2 separate regions of the Mus musculus genome follow, and region 2 is linked to region 1. The links are chromatin contacts, called in public HiChIP or PLAC-seq maps. All regions are on one chromosome and are shown on one strand. The core of a region is the stretch at or near the end of the contact, and the rest is flanking DNA. Distances in the headings are between cores, read along the strand shown.

Evidence for each region. HiChIP or PLAC-seq counts read pairs in DNA pulled down with a chosen protein or histone mark.
Region 2: an H3K4me3 HiChIP or PLAC-seq map of bone marrow-derived macrophages shows a contact between it and region 1, with 2.1 times the contacts expected there. The contact joins the enhancer-like site here to the promoter of Luc7l in region 1. A contact is called at or near these places in 11 of 39 promoter capture datasets (the 3T3-L1 cell line, the HPC-7 cell line, the SN4741 cell line and 7 more), 4 of 484 Hi-C or Micro-C datasets (bone marrow-derived DN2 thymocytes, cerebral cortex, conventional dendritic cells and 1 more), 17 of 115 datasets of contacts at active chromatin or transcription factors (the SCID.adh cell line, T-cell acute lymphoblastic leukemia, bone marrow-derived macrophages and 11 more) and 1 of 9 other capture datasets (liver).

What each region holds. Positions count from the first base shown.
Region 1 is chr17:26,249,630-26,255,800 of GRCm38.p6, reverse strand. Luc7l (Luc7-like) reads right to left here and starts at 2,891. Exons shown (of 10, transcript NM_028190.3): 1 at 2,710-2,891; 2 at 676-770. The coding sequence starts at 2,770.
Region 2 is chr17:26,436,058-26,442,228 of GRCm38.p6, reverse strand. Neurl1b (neuralized E3 ubiquitin protein ligase 1B) reads right to left here. Exons shown (of 5, transcript NM_001081656.3): 3 at 2,870-3,562; 4 at 1,026-1,151; 5 at 1-678. The coding sequence ends at 434. Among named protein-coding and RNA genes, the nearest start is that of Neurl1b, 24 kb to the right of the region's middle. Within about 2 kb of position 2,993, at least 35 of the 459 cell types and tissues checked have an H3K27ac peak or open chromatin away from gene starts, as enhancers often do. A contact at or near this core is called in bone marrow-derived macrophages, forebrain and ganglionic eminence, where this site is marked.

The DNA of each region.
Region 1 (6,171 bases), core at 1,642-4,141:
ATAGATATTTTGCTTGAATGTATGTCTGTGTACCATGTACATGTCTGGGTAGAGTTAAGACAGTTTTGAGTTGCTGTGTGAGTCCTAACACTCTATTTTCAAACATTACATTATTTAATTTTAAGGCTTAATTTTATAATTTTTAAATTACGTATATTCCGGTGTCTGGGTATGTTCACATGAATGAATGTAGTTGTGGAACATACAAAAGTATTAGATGCCCTAGAACTGGAGTTATAGATATTTGTAAGCCAACACGTGGGTCCTCTGCAAGAGCAACAAGTGTTCTAACCACTGAGCCGCCTCTCCAGCACCCATCATGGATTTTTTTTTTTTTTTTTTTTTTTTTTTTGATGTTTTGAGACAGGGTTTCTCTGTGTAACCCTGGCTGACCTGGAACTCACTCTGTAGACCAGGCTGGCCTCGAACACAGAAATCCGCCTGCCTCCGCCTCCCAAGTGCTGCTAATTTTTTAAAGACAAAATCTCTCTCTTGGGTTCAATATATATATATATATATACATACATACACACACATACATATACATACATATACATATATATATATATACATACATACATACACATATATGCAGTATTTTATTATATATATAAAAACATCTACTGTAGCACTCCTTCTAAGTAATCTAATCACAAAGGTCTGGAATGCACCTACCGTCCCAGCAAGGATGTCATGGGGGCAGCAGTCCAGAAGGTGACTCTTGCAGACACGGTCATCTGTAAACTTGACCCTCTGTCTGGTTTCATCTCCTGAAATTCATTTGTGGTTTTAAATAAAGTATTATCTCATTCACTACACAAGGCTATCTGGCAAAATTAATACACCTGGACGATTTGCAGACTAGTGTTTCTGTATTCTTCCCATCATATACACTAAGAAACTGAGCTAAAGATATTTACAATTGGAATAAAATACAAATAGTTTTTAAGCTAAGTTTTTTATGAAGAAGCACACTGAACCACATCTAACTCCACCGTTAATTCGCAGAACAGAGTCAGAAGTAGGAGTGAGCACCAGAAGGCATCCACCCAAATTTACATGTGGGCAAATGACCCATCAAGACTGGGTGTAATGAGTGCCATGAATCCACTGCGGATCATTACAGCTGCCAATCTCCACCAACCAAAGCTATTCAATAATCTGATTTTCTTGTTAGAATCAAATTAATAGGCAGTATTTTATGAAAAAAAACTACAAGAGGAAGAACGGTTTCAAGCTCTATCACTGACTTAAATATCTCTAGACCTTTTCTTCTTCTTCTTCCCCTTTCATCCCCACCCTCAAAAAGGAAAGTTGGCACCTGGGAGTCACTTTTAACAAGACAATACCAAAGAAAGCAAAAAGGAATCAGGTTAGTCAATACACACTGTGAACTCCAACACATACTGTACCCATCTGCAATCTTCAAGAACTCAGCTGCAGAATTTTATGCCCGCTGTTGAAAAGTTTTAAAGGAAAAGTTTTCTTGCCCACACCTGCAGTAAGGAAGTCGGGGAATGATACATAAAAGTAAAGGCAAAGTGGTATGTGACAAATTCTAAGGCTATCTGTGTACAGGACACAGTGCTGTGTAATAGTCAGGGAGAATATACTTCAGGATTGGCAAGCATCCAGGATTAATGTCGTGTCTTTTTACTGAAAATGTTTTCTTTCTAAACTACACTTTTAAAGTTACTTGTGGGAAAAAAGCAAACACTTTTTTGTTATAACAGCTTAGAAATTGGTTGTGACTCACGGCTCGATGAACATGAGGCTTTTCTGCAACTCCCTTGCAGATTGATGTAGGCAGGCAAAGATACACTGAACCTTTATAAATAAAATAGAGGGGCCACAATTGTTCAGTTTGTATGAAATAAAAATATGGGAAGCAATTCAAAAGCAACTCAACATACAAAGAAAGCTAAAAGCACGTATTGACCTATGAAATGGTGCAAAGAATCTGCACAGCCCTGTGAAATGTGCCAGTGTGAAATTACAACTTTATTACTTTAGTAAAAATGAAAACACAAACCACAGCAGGGATCTAGCTTTGCTAGGATGCAACTGCTTTTTCCTGAGACACCACCATGATCTTGCACGCCTCCTTACTGAACCAACTACCTAATGAATGCCGAGAGGTGACTAAACCGAGGCTAATCTGTGAGGCAGGGGAATGAAGGGAGGGAAGACTAGAAAAGTACGCGGAGGGAACCCACGTTAGAAATGCTCATTTGCGGCTCCCCGTGTAACCGTATGGAGCAAGAACGCCCGGGTTTTCGAAACCCGTCCAGCTCCTTCGGGGATCGCCTCTCCTCCGAAGAGTATCAGAGAAATTCCGCCACCCGGCAGCCAGCACCCCGGAGCCCGCGCTGGTTCCAGCCCTTCGCCGACGCTCCAGTTTGCCCGGCGGCGCCGAGCCGCCGTGCCGACCAAGAGGAACTCGCATGACGGAAAACGAGAAGGGGACAGAGCCCCACCGTCGGATCGGACTCTCAGGAAGGAGGCAGCCCGGACCAGTAGAACGCGGCGGCTGCGAGAGACTCGCAGGCCAAGCAGATCAGACAAAGGCCCCGAGCCTGGGGTCAGCAAGCAGGGGAGAAAAATGGCGCCCCGCGCAGACGCACGCTGTCACGGCCCTCACCTCAGGCTTCCAGGCGGCCTCGCCTTGCTCCCACCCCGCCCAGAGCCTGGGCCACCGCTCAGACTCACCGTCCCGAGCCGTGCCCATGAGCTGGTCCAACAGGGCCCGCATCTGCGCCTGGGCGGACATGGTGGCCAGTGGGGACGGCCGAGAAGCTCCGCACAACTCGACCAGAGAAGCCGCAAACAGCGACGAGGAAAGACGCTCCTATCAGCCTGAAGCCCGCACGGCGCTTTCCGGCCGCGGGGAATGCTGGGAGGAAGTTCTTTGGCGTTGATGCAAGGCCTGTCGGGAAGTGTACAGGAGTCGCTGAGTGGAACGGTCGCAAATCGTTCTAAAGACTAGATCAACTAAGCTTGATTTTGGCCGGTCGTGGTATGCCTGTAATCCCCAGGATCAGGCTTGAGTAGTTCAAGGCCAGCGTCCTGGGTGTCAGGCTACCCTGTGGAAGCGTGGTCTTTGTGAGACTAAGATCCTACCTCCTGTTTTTTTTTTTTAAAAAAAAAAAAAAAAAGGGCTGGAGAGACGGCTCAGCGGTTAAAGGCACAAACTGCTCTTCCAGAGGTCCTGAGTTCAGTTCCCACCACCATCTGTAATGGGGTCTGATAACCACTTCAGCTGTGTCTGAAGATAGCTACAGTGTACTCATATAAATAAAATAAATAGATCTTTATTTTAAAAAAAGACTAGATTAAAAACTCCACCACTAATTTTTATCCTGGTTCCTGAAACATCAAATTCTCTGCTCTAATGAGACTTTAGTCAAACAAATAAATTAAACTTGAGGCAAAGGCCTTTAATCCCAGCGCTGGGGAAGGCAGAGGCAGGCACATCTCTGAGTTAGAGACTAGCCTGATGGTACAGAGCAAGCTGCAGGATTGCCAGAGTTACACAGGGAAAAGCTGTCTCAAAAAACAAAACAAGGGGGCTGGCGAGATGGCTCAGTGGTTAAGAGCGCCTACTGCTCTTCCAAAGGTCCAGATTAACGAAATCTGATGCCCTCTTCTGGAGTGTCTGAAGACAGCTACAGGGTACTTACATATAATAATAAATCTTTAAAAAAAAAAAAACCTAATGATAAGTGAATTTCTAGGTTATATCTCAGTTCTTTTTGTTTGTGTAATATAGTCTCATGTTGTCCATGCTGACCTTGAACTTATTATGAAACCAAAGATGACTTGCATTCCTGACCCTCCCACTTTCCCTTCCTTACCAAGTGCTGCAATTACAAAAATGTGCAAATGTGCTTGCCTCCATTTCTTCTGTTGGAGACAGAGTCATACACACACACACACAGAGGCCAGGTTGGACTTGAACTTGCTATCCCTCTGCTGCTCAGCCTCCAGACCATTGAGATTATCAGCACATGCCATTACACTTGGTCCATTTCTTCATTTACTCTCTATAAAACTATATTGCTTATTTCAGTGAAAGTTGAAATGCTAAGTCATATTAATTACATGCTTATTTATTTATTTATTTTGTTACTCCCCCCCCACCCGCGCTCGACTTCTTCCTCTTGCTCCAGCCCCTAGGTTCTTTATTATTTGTTTTCATTGTGGATGATTGTGAGCCACCATGTGGTTGCTGGGATTTAAACTCATGACCTCCAGAAGATCAGTCAGTGCTCTTAACTGCTGAGCCATCTCACCAGCGCAATTATGTGCTTTCTAAAATGGATAGGTGTTAATGTATAATTTTTTACCCACAGCACATGAATTTAGGAGAATGTACCAAAATCCACGACTTGGACCTTTGAGCAGATTATGAAATTCCAAGTAAAGAAAGAGACCTGTTTTTTGAATTAGATGTAAAAAATATTTTGGATGTTGATTTATCAGTGCTGCAAAGTACTAATTGCTATTGAGAGTAATGTTACATTTGTAAGTTATAAAGCAAAATAATTAAATATGCACTCTTTTACATATATATGAAACTGGGGCTGGAATGATGGGTCAGAGGTTAAGAGCACTAACGTCTCTTCTGTGGGTCAGCACTGCTGAGTTCAAATTCCAGCAACCACATGGTGGCTCACAATCATTCGTTATGAGATCTGACGCCCTCTTCTGGTGTGTCTGAAGACAGCTACAGTGTACTTACATATAACAATAAATAAATCTTTAGAAAAAAAGAAAAAAACAACTTTAAAAAATAAAACTGGGCAGGGGTGATTCGTGTCTGGAAGCTGGGGAAGTAGGTGTTGGATCTATAAAGTTCAGGCTAAGGGATTTCTTTTGCTACTAGGAGGAAAAGACCACTCTAAAATGGTAGACTTTCATGACAAAGCTACTTACTCTATATAAATTGTATAAATGTCCACCCTGAGACAGACAGTTTTGATGATCTAGCCCATGTGTTTGTTAAATCGTTCTCCGTTCTCTCGGATGCTTATGTGCTCTCCGTGGGGGTTGGCGTTTGTACTCCACACAGAACCTAATAGTACAATATTTGTTTTATATCACAATTCCCTTTGAACCAGAGTTAGAAATGTTTGGGAGCCGTCATGTAGGAGCTGGGAACCAAACCAAACCAAACCAAGAACAGTAAGGCTCTAACGCGCCAATTTCTCTCATCTACAATTCCCTTTCTACAGATTTCTCCTGGCCCTGCCCACTTACTATTTCCAGCTGACACACATGGCTTTGTTCTGATGTTGATGTCTGTTTTCTCCTCCTTGCCTCCCGGTACACTTTTTTCTACACTGGCCTGGTTGTGCTCTGGTCCATCAATACGGATGTCTCAGTCTGATCTTAAATTAGAAGGAAGAGGTGATTGTTGTTTTAAACTCTCAAATGCTTGATTTTGCCAATGAAGGCTCAGGAGTCTGATGTCCAGGTGAAAGGCTGCTAGGTCATGGAGGCAGAGAAAGCACCAAGCTGACCTTCCCTCACAGTCAATGCCCCAGAAGCAATGCCCCCACCTCCTTCTCAAACCACACTCCCTTCCACTTCCTGTGCATGCATGTTTCTCTATCTGTCCTCCTAATTCCCTTTTAGTTTCCGTGGTTATTTCTTTTTTGTTTGTTTGTTTTGTTTTCTTCTGAGACAAGGTTTCTCTGTGTAGCCCTGGCTGCCCTGGAACTCACTTTGTAGACCAGGCTGGCCTCGAACTCAGAAATCCACCTGCCTCTGCCTCCCAACTGCTGGGATTTTGCCCCTTCTCTTGACCTATGGTTGACTTTATTTAACCCTGTTTAAGAAAAAACTGGAGAGCCGGGCGTGGTGGCGCACGCCTTTAATCCCAGCACTTGGGAGGCAGAGGCAGGCGGATTTCTGAGTTCGAGGCTAGCCTGGTCTACAAAGTGAGTTCCAGGACAGCCAGGGCTATACAGAGAAACCCTGTCTCGAAAAACCAAAAAAAAAAAAAAACTGAAAGCTCTTGTATGAAAGGTGTATGCTAAGCCACGCTACAACTAAAACCAGGTTTTTCCAGTAAATTACAGAATCTTGGGGTTCACAGCATGATCAAAGGGTAGTGATGGTGTGGTTCAGCCCTTAAACACACACTTTAGACACAGATGAAGACAGAAG
Region 2 (6,171 bases), core at 1,744-4,243, 190 kb before region 1:
TAAATACCCTCCAGGAGATGGATCCCTACATAAAACATTCACACATTCTCTCTCACCCATTCTCCGTGCTGTCTCCCCACCCCCCCACCCAGACACACACACTCAACCCAACCCCAAAGAAGCATTGCACAGACAGAGGGTACCCTTTCCCAGCTGAAGGTCACCAAGAGGCAGGTGATCTGCCAGGCAGTTCCTGAGCTGAATCCTGGGACAGGCTTTTGGGGGTGATGTGTGTTTGAGCCAGAAGCAACAAGTGCTTGCCTGGGCTCTGGCCCCCAGGGCCTCATCTCCATACCTGTCCTGCCTTGCTCATCACTGCGGAGTGGCAGACGAGAGATGGCTCCTGACCCCAGGCTCCCTGATAGCCATGGTGTCGCCCACCTAGCAGGGGCTTCAGAAAGGTGACCTTGCCTTGGCCGAGCCAGTTGCACAGCTACGGCCTGTAGATCTTGATAACATCCTTGATGGGCCGCCGGCAGATGGGACAGCAGGCCCGTGCCTGCCTTCGGAGCCGCAGGCCGCAGCCATGACACAGGCACATGTGTCCACACGTGTAGATGACCGTGTCCACCTCGCTGTCGAAGCACACTGTGCACTCTCCATTCCTGCTGCCGGTCGGCTCGGGTGCGGAGAAGGCTGGGGACACCGGGGGACTCAGAGGGGAGCTGGGGGCTGTCACTGCCAGAAGGGAGATAGGATTTCATTAATGGCGTGGCTCTCAGAAGGACTCTGAATGTAGTATTCCCTTGGTGGCAATGGGCACAGTCCCATCTTTGTCTACATTTTGAATTTTACCCGTTTTTGATAGTGCTGTCTCACAAAGCACAAAGGTAAACTGCCTTCATCAGCAGCCTTTGGGCTTCTGATTCTCTGTATTTATTCACCCACTGAGCACAGCAGAGAGGAGCAGATGCAATGGCAAACACCGCTGGCCTCCTCGGCCAGCAAAGGCCAAGGCCACGGGCACAGCCAGAGCACCCATGTCATGAGGAAGTCCTGCCCCTCCGAGTTCTGTGTTTCCTTACCCAGAGACGATTCTGATGCTGAGGACGACTGGTTGACGCCGAAGGTCATGTCTGAATCGCTGTCATCCTGGGAGCCACTGAAGGACCCTGATGGCGTCATGGTCTCAGAACTGGACTGTAGGGTACCTGGGAGTCAAACAGGTGTGACTCTATTAGGGTGTGAGAGAGAGGCACAGGCTCTAGTGATGGATGAGGTGACTGTCCGGGGTTCTGTGGATGTCTGTGCTTTGCCTCCTACTTAGGTGCCTTCACAGTGGTATGGCGATAGCTCTATTGTAATATATAACATAATATATTGTGTATGATTCATATACTATATTATATATGCGTACTTTAGCTGTTATAGCTCCTATTTCAAAAACAGCCTTGGGATGCTGGGCCAAACCCAAAGAGCTTTCCATTCTTTAATCCCACTGTGATTCGAGGAAGGGCATATAACCCAAGCTACCATGCTGCTGCCATTAGAACTATTGATAAGGAAAGGCTCATGCCACCGAGGGTAGGCTGCCAAGGGAGAAGCCTCTCTGAGGCAAGGCCTGAGTGTGGAGCCAGCAGAGGCTCATCCTGAGGGTGCACACTCATCATACAGACCTCACTTTCCTGAGTCCGTCAAGAGACTCCCAGATTTCTGAGCTACTCTACACGTTTTACTTGGGGCACTAGAGTGGGGTTTTGTCACAGCTACAGGATTCCAGACTCTGAGCATCTCTCCCTGCCCAAGCTCAGTGCTAACTCGGAAAATATGTCCTTTCTTAGGAAGACGAGAGCTGCTTCTTTTACTCCGTTTGAAGGAAGGACAGCTATCATAGTAGCAACTTGGAAGACTTGTCTCAGGCCGAAATCTTAAATTAGGTGGTTCAACAGCAACACTAACTGTAAAAACCTCAAAATATCCTAGCCGAACCCCACAGACACCTGCTTCTCCTTCAGACACCCAGGCTGTGGTGTCACGGCACGCTGTGTCAGACACCTGTTGAAGCCATTCCATCCCATGGCAACCTCACTCTCTTTCACCCAGGGCACTGACCCCCAGGAGAGTGAGATCTGCCCAGCTCTTCAGGGCTGTGTGACTCTTGGATGGTAATCTGCCTTTCTGTTGTCATGTGGATTCACAGGCCATTAGGAGCATCAAGGCCAACACGGTGGCATGGTGACTCTTTCTGCTATAAGCTGGACTGTGAGCATGGCGCTATGCTCTCTGGGAAGACTTCCCTGACCACTGCACTCAGTCCCCCACACTTGCCTCTGCTGTAGTGGCAAATGTCACACCGTGTCGCTGTCCCTATCAGCTTGTCACATGAAGCAAGTGGGTATCCTGTCCTCTGCTGGCCTGGCCCACAGCTTCTGTCCTTTGTCTATGTTTGCTAAGAGCAAAGACAAAGCCGGGCGGTGGTGGCGCAGGCCTTTAATCCTAGCACTTGGGAGGCACAGGCAGGCGGATTTCTGAGTTCGAGGCCAGCCTGGTCTACAAAGTGAGTTCCAGGACAACCAGTGGGGCTATACAGAGAAACCCTGTCTCAAAAAACCAGAAAAACAAAAAGAAAAACAAAACAAAAACAAAGACAAGAATTGTCTCCAAAGGATCAAGCCTTCCTTCCACTCTCTGCACTAGCAATGCTTCTCTTGCATATGCCAGTGAATTTCCCTCGTCTTTTACAGTAATTTTGTTATTTTTTAATGTTATTTATTTTATGTATTTTTAAAAAAAAATCCTAGTGAGATAAAGGAAATAAAAATAAGTAAGTAAATAAATAATAAAGGAAATAAAACCATCTTCCAGCCAAGCCCTGACAGCAGCTGTCTTCTACAGGGAGCTCTTATTGGGGACCCCGGTGCACACTCACCCAGGAGACGCAGCTGGCCCGCCACACCGCCGCGTACCGCGAAGAAGGCCCAGAGCGCCTGTGAGGTGTCCACGCACAGCAGGCGTCCCCGCGGGCGCCCGTTCACCGCCAGCAGGACGTCGCCGCCGGGTCGCAGCGTGAAGCTGAGCGCGTCGCCTCCGCTGGGCACGGGCCCGGCGCGAGCCACCACCCAGTATTCCTTGCGGTCCAGCAGCGCAGCGGGATCGGCGGGCAGCTCGGATGGCCGCAGCGCGCCAGGATCGCAGGACGTGATGCCGAAGGCCACAGCCGCGGGTGCCGCCAGCCCCGGGCGCCCCACTTCCACGCACAGGCTCTCCCCTGGCCGCAGCGGCCGCTCGGAGAACACGAGCGTGCGGCCGCCGTCGGGGCGGGGCGCGCAGGCTAGCCTGCGGTCGGCGGACAAGCTCACGTCGGGTCCGCGCGTGGCGTGGAAGCGCAGCTCGGCGTCCAGCAGCGCGGGCGATGAGGCGGGCCTCGGGCGTTCGCGGGCCACGCACGGGACCGCGGCGTCGGGACGGCCGAGAGCCAGGTGACCCAGCTTGGCCACCACCTGGTTGTTCTCCAGCTCGTTGTTGTCGAAGTTGGCAGCGTCGTGGCTGCCAGGAGGGGGGCAGGCGCTGAGGCGAGCCTGACCCAGGCGCAGGGGGGTCAGCGTGTCAGCGAAGGTGCTTTCTATGGGACAGAAGAGAGGTATCAAGAGGCAATTGGCACCCAGGACCTCAAGCCTCAGACCTTGTCCCTTAAGCCTTAAGGGCCCTGGACTCCAGTTGCCCCTGACCTGCAACCTCAGATCCTGCACATTACCCAGATCCACCGACCTCCAACCTCAGGTCTAAAATCCTACACTCCTGATTCCCTCTACCTCTAACTTCACAGTCCGTAACTCCCAAACCTCAAAACCTGGAGCTTACATTGCCAACCCCTGCAACCTCAGACATGAGACTCTAGACTCCGGCTCCTCTAGATCTCGTATCTCAAACTTCAGGCCCTACTCAGATCACAGACGGGTCAGGCAGAACCCCATTGCCCTAAATGTAAGGCCCTGGCCCCCAGATCTGCCTGACTTCTGATCCCTAGCTCCCCTGGATCTCACCCACGCTCTTCCTGACCTCAGACTTCCATCCAGGTTACCCTGGCTTTATAGCTGCAGGTGGCTGGACTGGCTTGTGTTCCCTGAGCCTCCAGTCCTTGCTGTACCCAACCTCCCACTGCTTTGGAAGGTTCTTCTTTCCCTTCCATCTCCACCCTGCTTCCTCTTTCCTCCCACCCCGCCCGGCCCGTTCTTGAACTTGTGATGTCTGTCTTAGTGTTCCAAGTTCTGGAGTTCATGTACCATGCCCGACTTCTTGCTTCTTCCTTTGTCCTTTTCTCTCTCTCCCTCCAGAGGTTTTCATACATTTGCACAGCTGGGCATTGAAAGTTCCTTTATTGTTTCCCTACTTAAAGCAAAACATCAACCTAAAGAGCAAATCTGACACTGGGGCCCTAGCCTGTGGCAGGCTAACCTGAGCTCTCGGATCTCATTGACTACAGCAACCGACAGGCATGAACGATCACTACGGCCATTTAGCATGGGAACGGAGGCACAGAACCACGCTGTCTTGTCTAGATTCAGGGTTCTTTACCACAATGCCACCAGGAACAGAAAGGACAGGGCACATGACAGAATGGAGACAGTAGAGAAAAGAGGAAGCGAGGATGCCAGTGTATTGAGTGGGAGGTGCTATTTGCTGGGAGAGCAGGAGTCGGGGAGAGTCAAGAGTTCCATCTAGCAGGCTCAGTACAAGGCTGGGGTATCAGAGAGAGGCAGGTAAGCAGCAGGAGGGTGGAGTGTGCATTTGGGAATTCTAGACTTTGCAAAGTCCTCTGGGGTTCCTGTGTTGGGGGCTAGATTGAGAGGTACTGCAGGTTCTGAGGGGCAGGGATCTGGGTGCCCATTGGCAGTGCTGGTCCCCAAGGGTAAATGCTGGCCTGAAGAGTTACTCAGTCCTGTGAGAATAGGTTTTTAGGAAGAGAGCAGGCCTGACCACCGACTCTCCGGCTTCTAGTTTCACTATGCTATGTCTCCTGCTTGTTCCTCCTGTCGCCCCAATAGCAGCTCCCAGAGGCCCTGCAGCCGGCGCATCATGCTTTTCTGATGAAGCCTCGGGTATTTGGTTGCAGTAGACAGAAGCGAGGCTAACATGGAAGTTCAGAGATGGCATCCATGTCCTGCTCATGTCCTCAGATCAGGGGACATTGTCTTGCTTTATGACAGCTTGTTCAAGTCTACAGCTGTTTATACATATGCACACATAACTATCTTCAGATTATGTTACACATACACACACATACATCCAACCACACCCTGTGTGGCTCTAAGAGCTGAATATATATTTAAAATGTGTTTATATGTACTTTTAAAACATTTTTGTTGTTTTTATGTTCATGTGTGGTTTGTGTGTGTGTGTGTGTGTGCGCGTGTGTACTATATACCTGGTACCCACAGAAGCCAGAAGAGGGTGTTGGATACCCTAAGATTGGAATTACAGATATTTGTGAGCCACCTTGTGGGTGCCAGGAATAGAACCTGGGTTCTCTGGAAGAGCCGCAAGTGCTCTTAACTGCTTGAGCAATTTCTTCAGCCCCATGTGCACTGTCTTTTACATGTGTTTTATGTGTGCTGTCGTACACAATTCAAGAGAATGAGTGCACCCAGCACAAAATCCAGGGCCTTCTATCTCAGCAGTAGAGGGCCTGTGGTCTTTACAGTCAGGTACATGATGACTTGCAAGGCCTATGGAGGACTGCTACTCTGGTTTCTGTACCCACACCCAAATTTCCTTGGTGAGAATAGCCCATCCTCACTGTTATCACCTGAGGAGTTGGGGTCTCTCTACCTGGTCAGTCACTACTACCCAAACCCCTGCCTATAGCCACAAGTCGAGAGATAGGGATGTGAACCATAATGCATGGGATGAGGCCAGTAAGTCTTGAGACCCAGAAAAGCAGCTGGTAGGCCAGAGGACTGCTACAGCAGGTGACCCTTTGGCCCACAGGATGGCTAAGCTGAGGAGGAAGCAGGAGGGAGAAGGGAAGATGCCTCCCCAGGCTCCACCCTTTGCCGCTCGCCACTCACCGCTGTGACCCTTTCTTCCTTAAATAATATTGAAGCAACTGAGTATTTCAGACTGTCTAGCCTGCGATGACGTGGCTTTGGTGTGATATTTGTTTAATCTGACCCAGACATTGGAGTACATGCAGAGGAAGGATGGGAGCCACTCAGACTCACACCTTTGTGC